Linked DNA regions of Drosophila melanogaster: region 2 is linked to region 1. Evidence: chromatin contacts called from public Hi-C data. All regions are on one chromosome and are shown on one strand. The core of a region is the stretch at or near the end of the contact, and the rest is flanking DNA. Distances in the headings are between cores, read along the strand shown. Region 1 holds the start of schlank (schlank,). Region 2 holds the start of dsh (dishevelled).

Region 1 (7,330 bases), core at 2,743-5,242:
TAGGGTGCCACCTTTAGCCACTTATACAGCTTACCCGTGCAGGAACGCAGCACAAATTGCTGAGCCTCCTCGTGCAGAGTTGAGCGCAGCTCCTTGATCAGATCCGGAATGACCCACTTCTGCAGCGCCAGCTGTACGCATTCCGCCCGCAGCTTATTCCACTCCTGCACGTGCTTGGCAAACTGATCCAGCTGGTACAGGGCCTTGGACTCTTCCACATAGTCACCGGGTGTTCCGTTGGCACACGCATTGCCCTCGAACTCCTCGAGGAACGTTATCTCCAGCAGCTTCTCCTCCTCGGCCATCATTAGCTTTATGAATTGATCGCCAAATAGATCGCTTACCGGCTTCTTGGCCACGTACTTCATCGAATACACCGGCGAATTCTCATCGATCAGCACCATGCCATTCTTGGTGGGCCGTATGTTAATCCTAGCTCTGTCGAAATACACCTCACGCATGGTCTTGCGCAGCAGAGGCTCTTGTGCCAGCTGTCGGGCCACAACGTATTTTGCGGCATGGATAACCTCATCCGTGGTCATGAAGCGCGGCGACAAATATTGCTTGGCCAGCTCTGTGGGACCGATGCTTTCCTGGGTGATCTCATTGCGCTGGTAATTGTCGCGCAGATTTTCGGCATACTGCTCCGGCGTGAGACCAAAGTGTTTGGCAAAGCCGCAGATGCCCGCCTTGCGGAATACCGCATAGGGACTGCTGTTGGACGCCTGCTTTAGTTGGTAATCGATCAGCTCGGGATCGTCATCGTCTTCCGGCTCTGGTACAACTATCGCCTCGGCCGCATCATCACCGTTCTCAGCGGCGGCTGCCTGGCGACGCGCCTTGGCCTCGCGACGCTCCTGTATAGCTTTTCGTCGCTGCTCCGCCTGCATGCGGGGCAGCTCATGCGAATAGTTCAGCAGAAAGTACATGTGCACGTCCTTTAGCTCCTCCATCGACTGTACGTCGGCGAGGCGCTCGAAATCGCTGTCCAGGATGAGGCGAACATCATCCGGTACGGGTTGATCTGTGTCGGCGCATAGCGTGTCCAGCTGGAACTGACGCATCTTTTCGAAAAGCACCTTTAGCTTGCGCTTTCGCTCGTTTAGCTGACACCAGATCCCATCGTAGTAGTAAACCTTCCAGAGATCGTCGATATTAAGCTCTGGCTTCACATACTCCTTGCGATAGAAGGCTATAAAGGGCACCTCCAACTGCTGGTTGCGTATAAATTCTAGCGTCTGCTTAATCTTGTTAACGGTTGTCGGTGGTTTGCGCATTTTCTCGCGGCTCTCCGGCTTTTCCTGTTCCGAAACAGTGTGCTTGCAGAAGGCATATTTGTAGATCCATTCAGCCTCGAGGTCCAGCTCGTCTGATCCCTCGGGCACCGGGGTTACGGGCACCTCTCGCAGCTGCATTCTTTCTGGGATGTCTGTCTTGCGAATCTCGTTGTCCATATCGGTGAAATGACCACGCTTGAGCTCGCTGGGCTCGTATATGTCGAAGATTGTCTTCTTGACCACCTTCTTTTTGAGCGCTTTCTTCTTCTTGACGCGCGTATCATCGCCGACGCCCAGATCCTCATCGTACTCATCTCCTTCCGAGTCATCTTCGTAGTCGTCTTCCTCGTACTTTGAGAAGTCGTCATAGTCGAAGTCTACGCCAAAGATGTCCTGACCCTCTTGAAGTGATCTGTGGTTGGATTATATTAATCGTATCTATTGATATCTAAACTTTATTATAGTTTGTATACTTACGCGTCTGTAAAGATGGGGCGCCGTTTCTTCTTCTTCTCGGCTATGGGACGCCCATTATCGTCCACAATGAAGTCATCTGCGTCCGACTCCGTATCCACGTCGTCGTAGTCGTCCGCCTCCCTGTGACTGCGCTCGCTGCGATGACCAATGCTCTGTAGGATCAGGGGCAATCAGTTGGACACTGTGCATTAATTGGTGGTCAGGGATTACTAGTGGCATACCTCATCGTTCTCGTCGAACAACTGCTCGGCAATCTGCTCACGCACCAGACCCTCGTCCACGTGCTGCTCCTCGCCATCGCTTTCGTTGTCGTGGATGCGACGCAGACGCTTGAACCGCTTCTACAAGGGAAAACATAATTTCAAACAATATATTTGAGGAGATAGAAGCCCCAATCCCTCAGCTATGTTATTCTTTGTTAGTTAAGCTTCGAAATTGGAGCCACAATTGGAGTTTAAAAAGTACATAGTTCTTCCCTGAAGGGAACACCTACCCGTCTCTCGACTTTGACGCCCAGATTCTCCTCGATAAGATCGTAGTCGTCGTCCTCCAGTCGATCGTCCAGATCGTCGTCCTCGTGCTTTTTGCGCTTCTTGCCGCTGCCGACGCCATCGGAATCGTAACCACTGCCATCGTCCTCCTCGATGGGATTGTCGTCGATCAGATCTTTGAGCTCTTCGCGCAGCCGTTCCTCGTCGTCTACGGAATAGGGCAATAAGAATATCGGTTTACCTTTTACCTTCATTGTAGCCGCAGATATACATATGCAACTGAAAACTGTTTTTAAAGCTTAAATTTAAGTAATTCACCCGGTTTTGAGAAAGACCTACATTTGATAAATTACCTAGATTTCGATATAGATAAGCCCTAACCATTGATTATTCCAGCTCCATCTATTGAACTAATTCTCCCTCCCTGCTTTGATTTGCAATTTCTTGGAATACGCCGCGTTCTTCCAATTCGCCGCACTTGTTTTATTTACTGGAACGAGCGCAGCTGTTTGTTGTTGTTGCTGCTGCTATTGCTACTGCTGATGCTGATATTTGATGGCCACGGTAGCACGGTAAAAACACAAGACCTAACCTCAAAGTTGTAAACAAAAGAAGTTGCAAGCGTGTGGCATTGGCCAGTTATAGGTGCCTTTATCCCGGATATGGACTGTTCCGATCGATGGATGGTGAGAGGGGTGAAAAACCCGCCAGAGATCGCCACATACGTATGTATGTATGTATGTATTTGTACGCGCCTTCAGCGGCTCCAGTGGAAAAACTCACCTTCTTCTTCTTCGCTACTATCGGAGACGGCCGCCTTCAGTTTCTTGAGTCTCTTGCGCTCGTTGACGTCCAATTCTTCCTCCTCCTGCGGGAAAAACGAAGAAAAGCCATTTGGTTAATTCAATATATATGTAGGCACATATGTATGTACACACACGCAAGGCGCAACGCACACCGCACACATAACGACGCACGAACGGTACGCGCTTCTAGAAATAGTGTTTTTGGGGTTCCGCAGACACCTACCTCCGATTCCTCGGCCTCGGAGTCCAGAAATTCGGCCATAATATAATGGAATAAAGCTTAACTTAATAATAAAGTGCGTATTAATGCAGAGAAACGAAGAGTTTGTGAGCGTTTCTTCCTCTTCTCTTCTTCTTTATTTCTCATCGCATTGCACAAAAGTTGGTATTAAAATACTAGCTAAATACTAAATACCACGAACAGTTTTCTACTGTTTACAGTACAGTTTGCTGTTAGCTTACAGCAGTGTTCTCGCTGCCAGCCCTGGTTTGCATTGCAGAACTACAGTGGATCCTTCCTATAACCTATGGTTAGTTATCCGTTTTCATGTGCTGACAACAATTGGACAAGAATTTTGCACACATACTTGTATTGATAAGCGGGAAAATTCCCCTATATGGGAACACACATATGCCCTTTGGTCTCAACGATGAAGTTTGCTAATTTCCATTATAGTCCATGGCATACTTCCTTTACATAGTTGACTTTTATGAGTTCTTACCGAAAAACCAACACTAATTGTAGCGCATAATAATTTCTCTCAAAAACTAGTGGTAAACGTAATGAACAATAATAATAATAAGCAATAAACAAAATTCGCAAACTTGTGAATTAAAAGTTCTTTAAAATTATTAGTGCATTTGGTATTTTGTGTAGCTTCTAAAGCCTTATTTTTGCTGGCTTTCCTTGTCTTCCCGTACACGGGCACACTTGTCGCGCTGCAGTTACATTTACTGCTCCGCCGTCTCTGGGCACACTGTATTGTTGTTGCTCGACGAGGAAATACTATTAGTATTTTTTTTCGTTCATCCTGAAAGTTTAAGTGGACGAAACGAGCGGCGGCCGACTCGACACCGAGCCGAAATTCAGAAAGTCTATTGCTTTGGTCGAGAACAGATTGTCAGGGAACTTCACTTCATTTACGCTCCCAAACAAACGGCAAAGGTAGCATTTCCAAAAACGAATTAAATCGAAATCCAAATAGAAATAGAAGTAGAATTAGAAAAGCCATAAGCGCAAGTTAACGAGACAAGACAACAACAATTCGATTCGGCGGTTTTTGTTTTTTTGCCAGTGTGTGTTTGTGCTACGCTGTGAGTGTGCATTAGTGTCCGGTGCTCCTGTTGTTGTTCTTGTTGCTGTTGTTGTCGCTTATTGTTGTTCTTGCTGTTATTGTTGCTGTTGTTCGCAAGGCACAATAACACAGGCTCATACAATTGCGAATATTTAGAAAAAGCAAAGCATATACATATGTGACAACAAACGCCAAGGAAAAACTGGAAAGCTAAGCAAAGGAAAACCAAGAAAAAGAAAACAAACAATTGAGAAATTAAGAAGCGGCAACTGAAGCAGCAACATGGACATATTGAATGAGTTCAGCAATGTATTCTGGAGTACGCACATTTGGCTGCCGCCGAACACAACCTGGGCGGACATTGCGCCCGGCTCGCGTCCAGATGTGGTGCACGCCAACTACAAGGACCTCATATGGCCCATTCCATTCGCCGCTGTTGTCATGCTGGTCCGCTACACGCTGGAGCGGTAAGTTTTCCACGTCCATTTTCCCCCCTCCGCACTCTTCCCAACCAACTGACTGACTCCCTTTCCATTCTCGCCATTCCCGGCAACATGATTCCATTCCGCCTCTTTCTCTAACCCCATTCATACGGCTTTCCCTCGCTCTCTCCCGCTCTTTCTCGCTCTCCTTACCATTGAGTAAGCCCACCGCCCCACGTTTGTTGCACCATGTACAGTAAACTTTATTCATAATTCCTTCTTTTCTCCATTTCATTTCATTTTTTTTTTATCGACAAACATAACCTCACGTGGAAACGCCCAACATTCTGCAAGCGTCCGTGTAAATATATATATATATGTGTGTGTGTGTGAAACAGCGCTTGTTTGCTTGTGTGCGGTTTGTGCGGCATACACGCGTTTTTTGTTGCTGCAACTCGAAGTTTTCCCTTTCCAAGCGACGCCGGCTGCAGTTTCCAGCCAGCCGGCAACGAATTTCCCACAAAATATTAGCCCCACTCCATCTTCAAGTTCCTACTAATTGTTTAGTCAAAGGGGAAACATACATACATATATATATGCACATACATATATATTTGTTTATAGTCAGCTCCATGCGGTTTTTTTTTATGATTGTATGGCCCGCTGAGAAATTGGGATCAAAACTGGCACAGTGGGGCAAATACATAGTTAATCAATTGGCCAATTGTAGGAAGTATTTTTCATAAATATATCCAAGCCAAAAAACGGATATTTATTGACTTGTCAATAATAAGAAAGTCAACGATATGAAAACCATGTTTGTTCAGACTTTTTAACGACTTCAAGGAAAACCACTGCTGCATTTGCACAGTGCGAGATAACTAAGTTTCGTACAGGAAAATCCATATTCACAAATATTTTATTGCAATTAAAGTGCGAAAATGTTTTGAAATGCCAAATTTCCACGCCTGTTTGACCCACTGTGAGCCGCTGGCATTTTGGTCGCTTTTCAGGCCAATTAACCAGCGCGTCGCATTTGGCTTCAACTATGCATACATACATACATACATACGTAAATATATGGCTGTGAATATTCGAACGAGCGGCAAAGTTCGTGTGTGCGGTTCGCGTGCACTGGCATTTGCATGTGGCGGAGTTGTAATTCTCATATTTTGCAATGTTTTTGGCTGCCCTTAATTTGACATAAATTGCCAGCAGCAAGTCCAGCGGACTGGAGTCCAAATTCTGAGCATCATTATCATCATCATCATCTGCCCTGCAGGACAGTGACAGTGACAGTGCTGTTGAGCCTCGCTAATATCGCCAGTTATCTAATCCAAATTCCAAAATATTTTAACCTGACCTAAGCTGTGGGTTCATCTTATAGAATTCGAACTGTGACTCTTGTTTTCATTCCATTTTCAGCTCTTTTTCGTCGACTTTTTTGCATTCACGTTTGAAAATGAAATTGAGACAAAAACCAAATCTGTTTCATGGCGGACCACTTTGGTTATTTTTTTTCTTTTCTTTTTTTTTTTTTTGTATTTCTCTGCTTCTTAAACGAGAATTGGTCTTCAAGGTCGAATTGGGGTTTTGCCTGCTGCTCTCCCATTAAGATTTATTGAATGGCAAAAGTCGCAATCGCAGCCGAATCGATTGGTGGCTCTCCCAAAGTGCCATCCATAGTGGGCATAGTGTGGAGCCACCTTGGACAGCACCACTAGCACCACTCCACGCCACTCCGATAAGATTTGCGCCAAGATTTACGTATAAAACCTGATAACAATGGTGCTCAGTGCCTCGATTGTTTTACGACGAACTCTCGAATGACTGTTTCCATTTTCCCCATTTGTTGGGCGTGTGTGGGTACAGCAGGGGCGTGGTCGATAGGGGGGAGGGGGTCTGCGTGGATGGTTACAGGTGTGTCATTAACATTTATTTGGGTCAAAAGAGTGCAAAAGGGCTTAGCTGGCCATTTTGCAAGCTTAGAACGCGATTTCTTTATGTTCATTTGGCCAGCAAGCAACCAAGACGTGGATTTGTACAAATTGCTCATTGAATGTGCTTTGGAGGAGATTAATATGTGTTTGCTTCAAATTAGGATAAGTAACTAAACGTATAGTCACTTCGCCCACATCGTGTGCTTTTTTTTTTAAGAGTATGTATGCTATCTTAGTCCGTGATTCGTCAACCGTTTTTCATTGGCGGGCCTGGCCAAAACTCACTTGGCCCGCCAAGTGAGTCATTGACTCGAAAAGTTTTTCCAAATATGTGCGCACTTTATGGCCCGATTGGCGGCGCTTCCCCAATGGCCACCATCCAATCCACCCACCACCACTCTGCCACATACTAAAGCACGCCTTGGAATGTGGTGCGGACTGGATTGGGGTTTATGTTTATGTTTATGTTTATGCTGGGAGGGGGAGGAACAAGTGAGAGACACTTGCTAAAACAATACGCACAGTCGGCGCCAAGTGAATACGGCTCGTCAGCTTGCTTGTCCATCATTTTGAATTGAAACTTGAATAAACTGGGCTATTTATCGTTTTTATACAAATGCAG
Region 2 (7,330 bases), core at 1,562-4,061, 5.1 Mb before region 1:
TACTAAATTCTTAGAACTTTATTCAAAATCATTCTCGCCCGTCATGCTGCCGTTCCTGCTCCTCCGCTCCGCTCCGCATCATCCATATATATATATATATATATATATATATATATATCATATATCATATATCTCAGTTGATCTGATCTGATCGGGTCCACAACCGATTGCTGCCGGACACGGATATCCCTGTGCTGATCCTCCTGCTGCCTCACGAGCCCTCGCTGATCCTTGACTCGTTGCGGCTGGGTGTTTAGCGTTCTTTTCTATGACTTACACATACCATACATATACATAAGTATTATTATTATTATTATAATTATTATTATTATTATTATTATAATTATAATTATTATATTGTGGTTTGCTGTTTGCTTGCTTTGTATACTCGTATATAAAAAAGAATAATCGTACATATTTAATTTAATTAATTAAAAACACAATTTGATTGCAAAAAGAAAGGTTTCTACAATACGTAATTAAATACGGATACGTCCTGATCGTTGGTATTGTTGCCGCCACCGCCACCGCCTCCGCCGCCGCCCCGATTGGAGGAGCCGGATGATTTGTTAGAGCCATGAGCGGCGATGGTCAGCTGGTTGGCCTGATGGATCACCGAGGTGATGTCGCTCTGCGACGCCGAGATATCCTTGCTGGTCAGCACATCGCTGCTACTCGATCCCGACGAGATGTGTCGCTCGGCGATGCCGTACTGGATCGGCTGATAGCCGTGACTTGGATTGTACGTGGCCGAATATGGCATATAAATGGGCGGGTTCGGTAGCGGCCCGATGTCGCTGGTGATGCTCTCGGTGTCCGCATGGCTAAGCGCATGGCCGCCATGCCCGTGCGGCAGCTGGTGCGGATGCAGATGTCCTCGGCCCAACAGATTGGGATTGCGCTCCTCGTTCACCACGTAGTAGCACTGCTCCGAGAAGGTCAACTTATTGACCGTATGCTTGATGTAATTGCTGCGCAGCATCGCCGAGACGATCCTTCGCGCCTCCCGCCTATCCTGAACATCCTCCACATTCTCCAGCACCCAATTGACCGCATCGGCGCCGATAAATGCATTGGGAATCGTTATCTTTAGCCACATGCGATCCCTGATCTCCAGGCCGCTGTCCGGCTTCGTCATCGCCTTAACGATCTCCTCGAGGTTATTCTGGTCCAGACGCTCCTTAATCGGCTCCGCAATGTCGGCAATAATACTGTCGTGCGATGTGAGGGCCTGAGTGTGCGCCACCCAAGCACCGGGATCGATGGGTCGCACCGGCTCCGTGCGCGGAATGGTGAAGTAGCCCTTGGGATTTGGGTCCCAGCACTTGGCCACCACCAGCTTGATGGGTCCCGGCTTCTGAACGACTTCTCTCAGCACACGTACCGCCTCGTCGTTGGTCATGTTCTCGAAGTTGACATCGTTCACTTGGAGGATCATGTCGCCCGGTTCGATGCGTCCATCGAGTGCCACTGCGCCGCCTTTCATGATGCTGCCCACGTAGATGCCGCCGTCGCCGCCGCGATTCGATTGCCCGACAATGGATATGCCCAGAAAGTTGACCGCCTCCATGTTGATGGAGACGGTAATGATATTTAGGGACATGGTCGAGTCGGTTATGGAGCTGTACGAGGAGGTGCGCGACATGCTGGGCGCCCGTTTTTTGCGCCTCTGCGGCTTCTTGCGCACCTGCAATCGCTGAACGCTGCTATAGTCGGTCATGTCGCGGTCCAGCGTCAATTCGGATTCGGTGCCAAAGAGACTGGTCGAGTCCAGATCGCTGGAGAGCACGGATGCCGATTGATATGTGAGCGGTGGCGGCTGCAGCAGCGGATTGCCCATCATCTTCTGGTGATGGAGCACCTGCTGCTGTTGCTGCTGCGCCAGCTGGACAGGCTGCACCTGCTGCTGCTGTTGTTGTTGCTGTTGCTGGTGCTGCTGCTGCTGTTGTTGTTGCTGCTGCTGATGCTGCTGCTGTTGCTGCTGTAGCTTCCTGTTGGTCAGACCCATGCCCAATTCACACTCACTGGTTGGCAGCTCGGAGCAGTTATCTGACTGATTGGTACCATCGGCGGAGACCAGCCAGGACACCACTCGCCCATTGAAGCAGGGCAGTATGGTGGAGTCGTCGGCTATTTCCTCTTTGACCACACCGAAATCGGCGTCCATTGACTTGAAGAAGTACTTGTAGTTGTTGTTCTGCTTGTTCAGCACCAGCTTGAAATCGCGCAGCGTCACCTGGGCGGATGGAATGGGGATCTTCACCAGATACGGCGTCGTCTCATCGTCGATGTGGTATATCACCTTCGTCTCCTGCCCGCCGCCCCTGTCCGCGTCCATTTTAGCTGCGCCGACTGCGGAAATCCACGGGAAAACTCCTCGACGCGATAAAACGCGATCAAAACGAAATGCGATGGATGCGGTGGGGAGGTGGCGTGGGAAGTTGGTGGGGAAAAATCACAGGGAAAACGGGATTAAGCCAGGGAAAAGCCGATACAACAAACAAAATTCACTCGATTTTGCTTTTCTCCCCCTGGTCGCTCTAGCCCTCTCGCTCTCGCACGCGTTTCTTTTACTTTTTCTTTCTCTTTTTTTTGGGCTGGGTATTTCGATTCAATGGAAGCGGCGGCTGTTAATTCGTCGATTTGCACGGCGTTGATATTGCTCCATTAGCACGATTTGGTGCGCTTTAATGTCGGTGCACGCAGCGGGGGCAGGGCGAAACGAGCATATTGCTAGTTTATCAATAAATTTGTTAGAATTTTGAGACTAAAAAAAAACAGTGTGTTAGCCGCTCGTCACGCACGGAATGCCAAAGCGCCGGGCAGTTGGTCACACTGCCGGCGATGCCAGACCCTTTCGAATTCGAACATTCTTAACATTTTCTCAAACGAATATTCTGAAAAAGCGTATGGAAAACTACTAAAAACTGCAATGTATTTAGTTTCTATTGGAAATGCTCTCTCTAACGATATTTGCTTTACAATTTGAATGTAGTTCAAACACTTTTAAAATTAAATACCAAAGTTATCGATAAATATCGTTTAATTTGAATACTTATTCAAAACAATAAATTTATTATAATTTAACAAAATAGCAATTTCTATTACATAAAACATGTAGAATCTAAAACTACAGCTATATTGAACTCTTAATTGTATTAATTTACCATATAATGATGTAGCATAGTTGAAGAGTGTCCTGTTTAAAAGTAGAGTCTTTATCCTTGTCATGGAAACTTGACCAAGGAAACTCATCCATCCATCCACTTGAAGCCTGCGTTCCTTATCTTCTTTCGCTTTTCACACGAAAATCTCTAGCGTTGGCCGCAGTTTATTTATAGCTGCCCGATTTCCAGATAACCCCGCCCGCCATTTATCACGCAATGGCGCTCGTTATTTAAATCAGTTTTCTCTTTTATTTGTATGCTTTGAATTGGGATCACTTAGATATACACTCGACTAACTTACTGGCTAGTCCTCCACGCGGGCGTAGGCACATGTACGCCCGGTTTTATATTATTGAATCGACTACGATAATAGCAATTTAAAAAAAAAGGATTTCGAAGGGGGCGGGACTCGCGGGGAAGGCGGAGGGGGGCTATGTATTCCAACGCATTTAAAATAAAAATCATTATTGATATACCTCGACCGCCCGGAACTTCGCAATCCCTTCGAGAGTTGGGCGAGCATTTTACAATTAATTGTTTTCTTTAGTTTAGTTTATATTACATAGATACATCTGCCGTTTGTATTTATGTATGTCCGTCCGCTGTTTATAATATACGAGATATATATATATAAAAATTTATATAAATATATATATATATATATTCATATATATAAATATATAATTATATATACGTGTATATATATTAATATATATTTATATACATACATATATATATATACATATAAATATATATAAATTTACGCTACACTAGCTATTACAACTAAGTTAATGGTTTTACAAAAAAAAACTTGTATCTGTTTTATTACAACTACAGCATAAAACGAATTATCGAGTGTCCGCTTTGTTTGTTTGTGTATGTGTATGGGGGAGGGGGATGGGGATGGGGAGGGGAGTGCTGTGTGTGAATTATTTTTTACAATGTGATACGTGCTCTTCCTGTGGCCACCATGGACCAGGCCTCCACGCTCACTTAGCGTTGACCAGCTCGACAATGTTGCTGCTGATCGAGAGGCGATCGACGATATCCAGCAGGATCTCCACATCCTTGATGGTGGCAACCGTCTCGGGGGCACCCAACAGATTCACATGCTTGCCATCGATGTTCGCATAGAAGCATTTGTTCTTGAAGATGACGGCCCGATCGTAGGGCACGCGGCACGTGTTCTTGTCAACGACAACGCGCCGGAAGAGCACGCACGACGGCTGATACTTGTGACGGTCCTCCTCGGGTATGTTGTACGCCTTGAGATCGCCCGTAAAGATGGTCATTGTCTGGCGGGGCATCATCGACGGCGAGACCTTGTACAGCGTCACCTTGCTGGTCCATTTGCCCGATGGCACCTTTATCCGTGACGCCACATTGGCCAGCTTGACCAGCGCCAGCTCCAGGCAGGTGCGCTGCTGGCGCGCCATCTTCGACAACATATCCTTGGCCGTGCTAACCACATGCCACGTCTCATAGCAGGTGATCTTCTTTACCACACGACCATCCTCCTCGTGAAACGTTGTGGTCTCGGGCGGAAAATATTTGGGACTGTTGGCATCGTCGATGCCACCGCCGGTGGGCAATATTTCGCGCAGCGTTGTCAGCTCCTTGTCGCGCTGCTGCTCCTGCTGGTTCTCCTTGCTGCGACGCTGCGGAACCAGGCTCGGCTTCTTGAACACCGGCTGGACATCGTTATCGGCCAGCAGATTGCTCAGCCTCCGGTCCGCAATCAGCGCATTCACCGACGACGCTGTCGTGGACAGCACATTGCGCCGATTGTTGTTCAACTTGTTAACCGCTACCGCTGCTGGAGCGGACGTCATCGCCGCCGACGCCGCCACCGACGTCGTTGTCGTCACCTGCTTGGACTTGGCATTGGCATTGACATTGGCATTCTTACGGGTAACAATAGATACCGGTATATTATCGATATCAAAATCGAGATCTGGATCCGGATCGTCCTCTTCGGTGTCGACGTCCGTGGGACAGAGCTCCTTGCCCATGCTCATCAGCGGTTTCATCGACTGCGTCTTCTTGCCCATTTCCGCGTTGAGTATCCTGGGCCGGGGCTTCGGCAGTTGACTCTGGATATGCACTGGTCCCATTTTGGTATTGACACTACTGTTGCTGGCCAAGATCTTGATGCGCTTGGCTGGATTCCCCGCCGTCGTATTGTTGTGGTTAACAGCAGCGGACAGGGATTTCTGCGTGCTGTTAACAGTGATGGATTTCTTATCGCCGGCAACCGAATTGCCGGTTCCGATATTCTTGGTACGGGGCCTGCCCAAAGCGACCTTTTTGATTGAATTACCGCCAGCTGCGGAAGCGGCCATAGCAGTGTGTGATCTGGAAATGAGCACATCGTCCTGATTGATAATGTCATCGATGTTTACAATGGTGAATGTGGGCATATCCTCCGATTCGGAATCGTTTTTCCCATCATTGCTAGCGTCACCCTTGCCGCCGCCACCACCACCGCCAGTTGAGCGCGTTGCGGGCGTGGATCTAATCGAATTCGAATTGGAGTTCGACAATGAGTTTATCTTGTTACTGCTGCCGCGTCGCTGTGGCAGCATCCTGGCTGACGCACTGCCCGCCTGGCCCACCTTCGGTCGCGCCGTGATCGCTCTCTGCGCGCTCATCTTGCTGTTGGCACCATTCACCACAGGCGGTCCGCTGCGCTGCTGGGAGCCGCCCGAAATGATTATGCGCTTGCGTGGCACAGGACTCTCGCTTTCGCTAGTGTCCATTTTGCGTTTGGCCGCGGCGGACGCAGTGCCCTTGCCCGTGCTCGATCCGTCTGTCATGCTGGCATTGCTTTTGGCCATATTCGTGGCCATTGTGCGACGCATCTGCTGCAGGCTAGTGGACGCCGTGCGGCCGCTGCTCGAATTTATGGATATCTTGGATGTGGCGCCGCTGCTGGAAGTCAGATTGCCAGCGCTGGTCGCGCTGGCATTGGCATTGACATTTTTCGCCTTCGGTGGACGTCCACGTCCACGCTTGACGGGCGGCTGTTTGCGTCGCAGCTCCTGCTCGTACTCGGCCTCGCTTATATCGTCGTCGTCGTCATCGTCGGACTTGTGCAGTTGCGGATTGAAGGCGGCGTCCGCCACTTCGTCATCATCGTCCTCTTCGAATTCCAGCATATCGCTGATTTCATCTCGCGGCAGGCGGACCAAGCGTCTGTCGTTCGTGCCGATGGACTGGCCACCGCCATCGGCCAGGGCGGCCAAGTACTTTGGCGTCACTATATCCTCGCTGACATACTTTGGATTCGGTTTGATCGATCGGCGCGAACGACTGGCCGCAATGGTGGGCGGCGGACTCGTCGATACGCGCTTGCTGGACACCACCTTGAACATCTTCGGCGTCTCCGCTTGAACGGATCGCCGTCGCTGTGGCTTGTCCAGACCCAACTTGTGAGGACTAATGGACAGGGGATGATTGCTGCCTCCCAGCAGCAAATTGCCGCGTCGTTTGGCCAGATTGCTGGATGGCTGCTCCTTGACGGCCGACTCCCTGCTGAGCTTGGAACGCGCCGATGGCGACGATGGTGATGGCGATAACGCTGCTGGCTTCACAGCGTGCCTGGTGCGCGGAGTGGGCTTCTCCTGGACGACGGATTGACGTCTTGTGGTGCGGGTCCCACGCAGCTCCTGCTGCACCTCCCGTTGGTTATCTCTCCCTTTCAGTTTGCCGGCTGGCGTGTCTTTACGCGAAGACGACTCGTCGTACAGATTCCTCACGTAGACGATGCAATTACGTGTCTTCTTAACGCTTTCAGCTGCCTCTTTTTTTCCAGCCCGCATCTTTCATGGGTAGCTGGAATCGTGGGCAAGAGGCGGAATGGATTATTAGTTACATTGTGACCATATAGGATGAGTACAGTGGGTTGTGGCTAGCGGGATCGTGTTATTCACCCATTTGCAATTAGTAGTATTTTTCAAATATCGCATTGAAATTGGAAATCCAAGCAAGCAGCTTTATTACAGAGTAACAACATTGCACACGTATCGCGTAGCCAGGGCCCACTGTATTCCACTGATATGTGTGTAATGTGCAGCTAGCTGCTCTGGCAACTCTAGCGCCTATTTTCGTCACTTTTTCGCGCGCCAGTCGTTGCACACACATATGCACACGCAGGCACACAC

What was found. A called contact is a pair of places that touch in the nucleus more often than the background predicts.
Region 2: a contact with region 1 is called in a Hi-C map of the Kc167 cell line, with 3 times the contacts expected there. The contact joins the promoter of dsh here to the promoter of schlank in region 1. A contact is called at or near these places in 2 of 107 Hi-C or Micro-C datasets (the Kc167 cell line and the S2 cell line).

The regions. Positions count from the first base shown.
Region 1 is chrX:6,263,890-6,271,219 of dm6, reverse strand. It overlaps schlank (schlank,), which reads left to right and starts at 3,992. Exons shown (of 7, transcript NM_167063.3): 1 at 3,992-4,216; 2 at 4,503-4,813. The coding sequence starts at 4,629. It overlaps Spt6 (Spt6,), which reads right to left and starts at 3,423. Exons shown (of 6, transcript NM_143705.3): 1 at 3,275-3,423; 2 at 3,029-3,113; 3 at 2,248-2,453; 4 at 1,976-2,095; 5 at 1,755-1,906; 6 at 1-1,689. The coding sequence starts at 3,313.
Region 2 is chrX:11,351,362-11,358,691 of dm6, reverse strand. dsh (dishevelled) reads right to left here and starts at 2,811. Exons shown (of 1, transcript NM_078563.3): 1 at 1-2,811. The coding sequence starts at 2,338. The coding sequence ends at 467. It overlaps CG1737, which reads right to left. Exons shown (of 3, transcript NM_001298189.1): 3 at 3,153-7,001. The coding sequence starts at 6,988. The coding sequence ends at 4,157.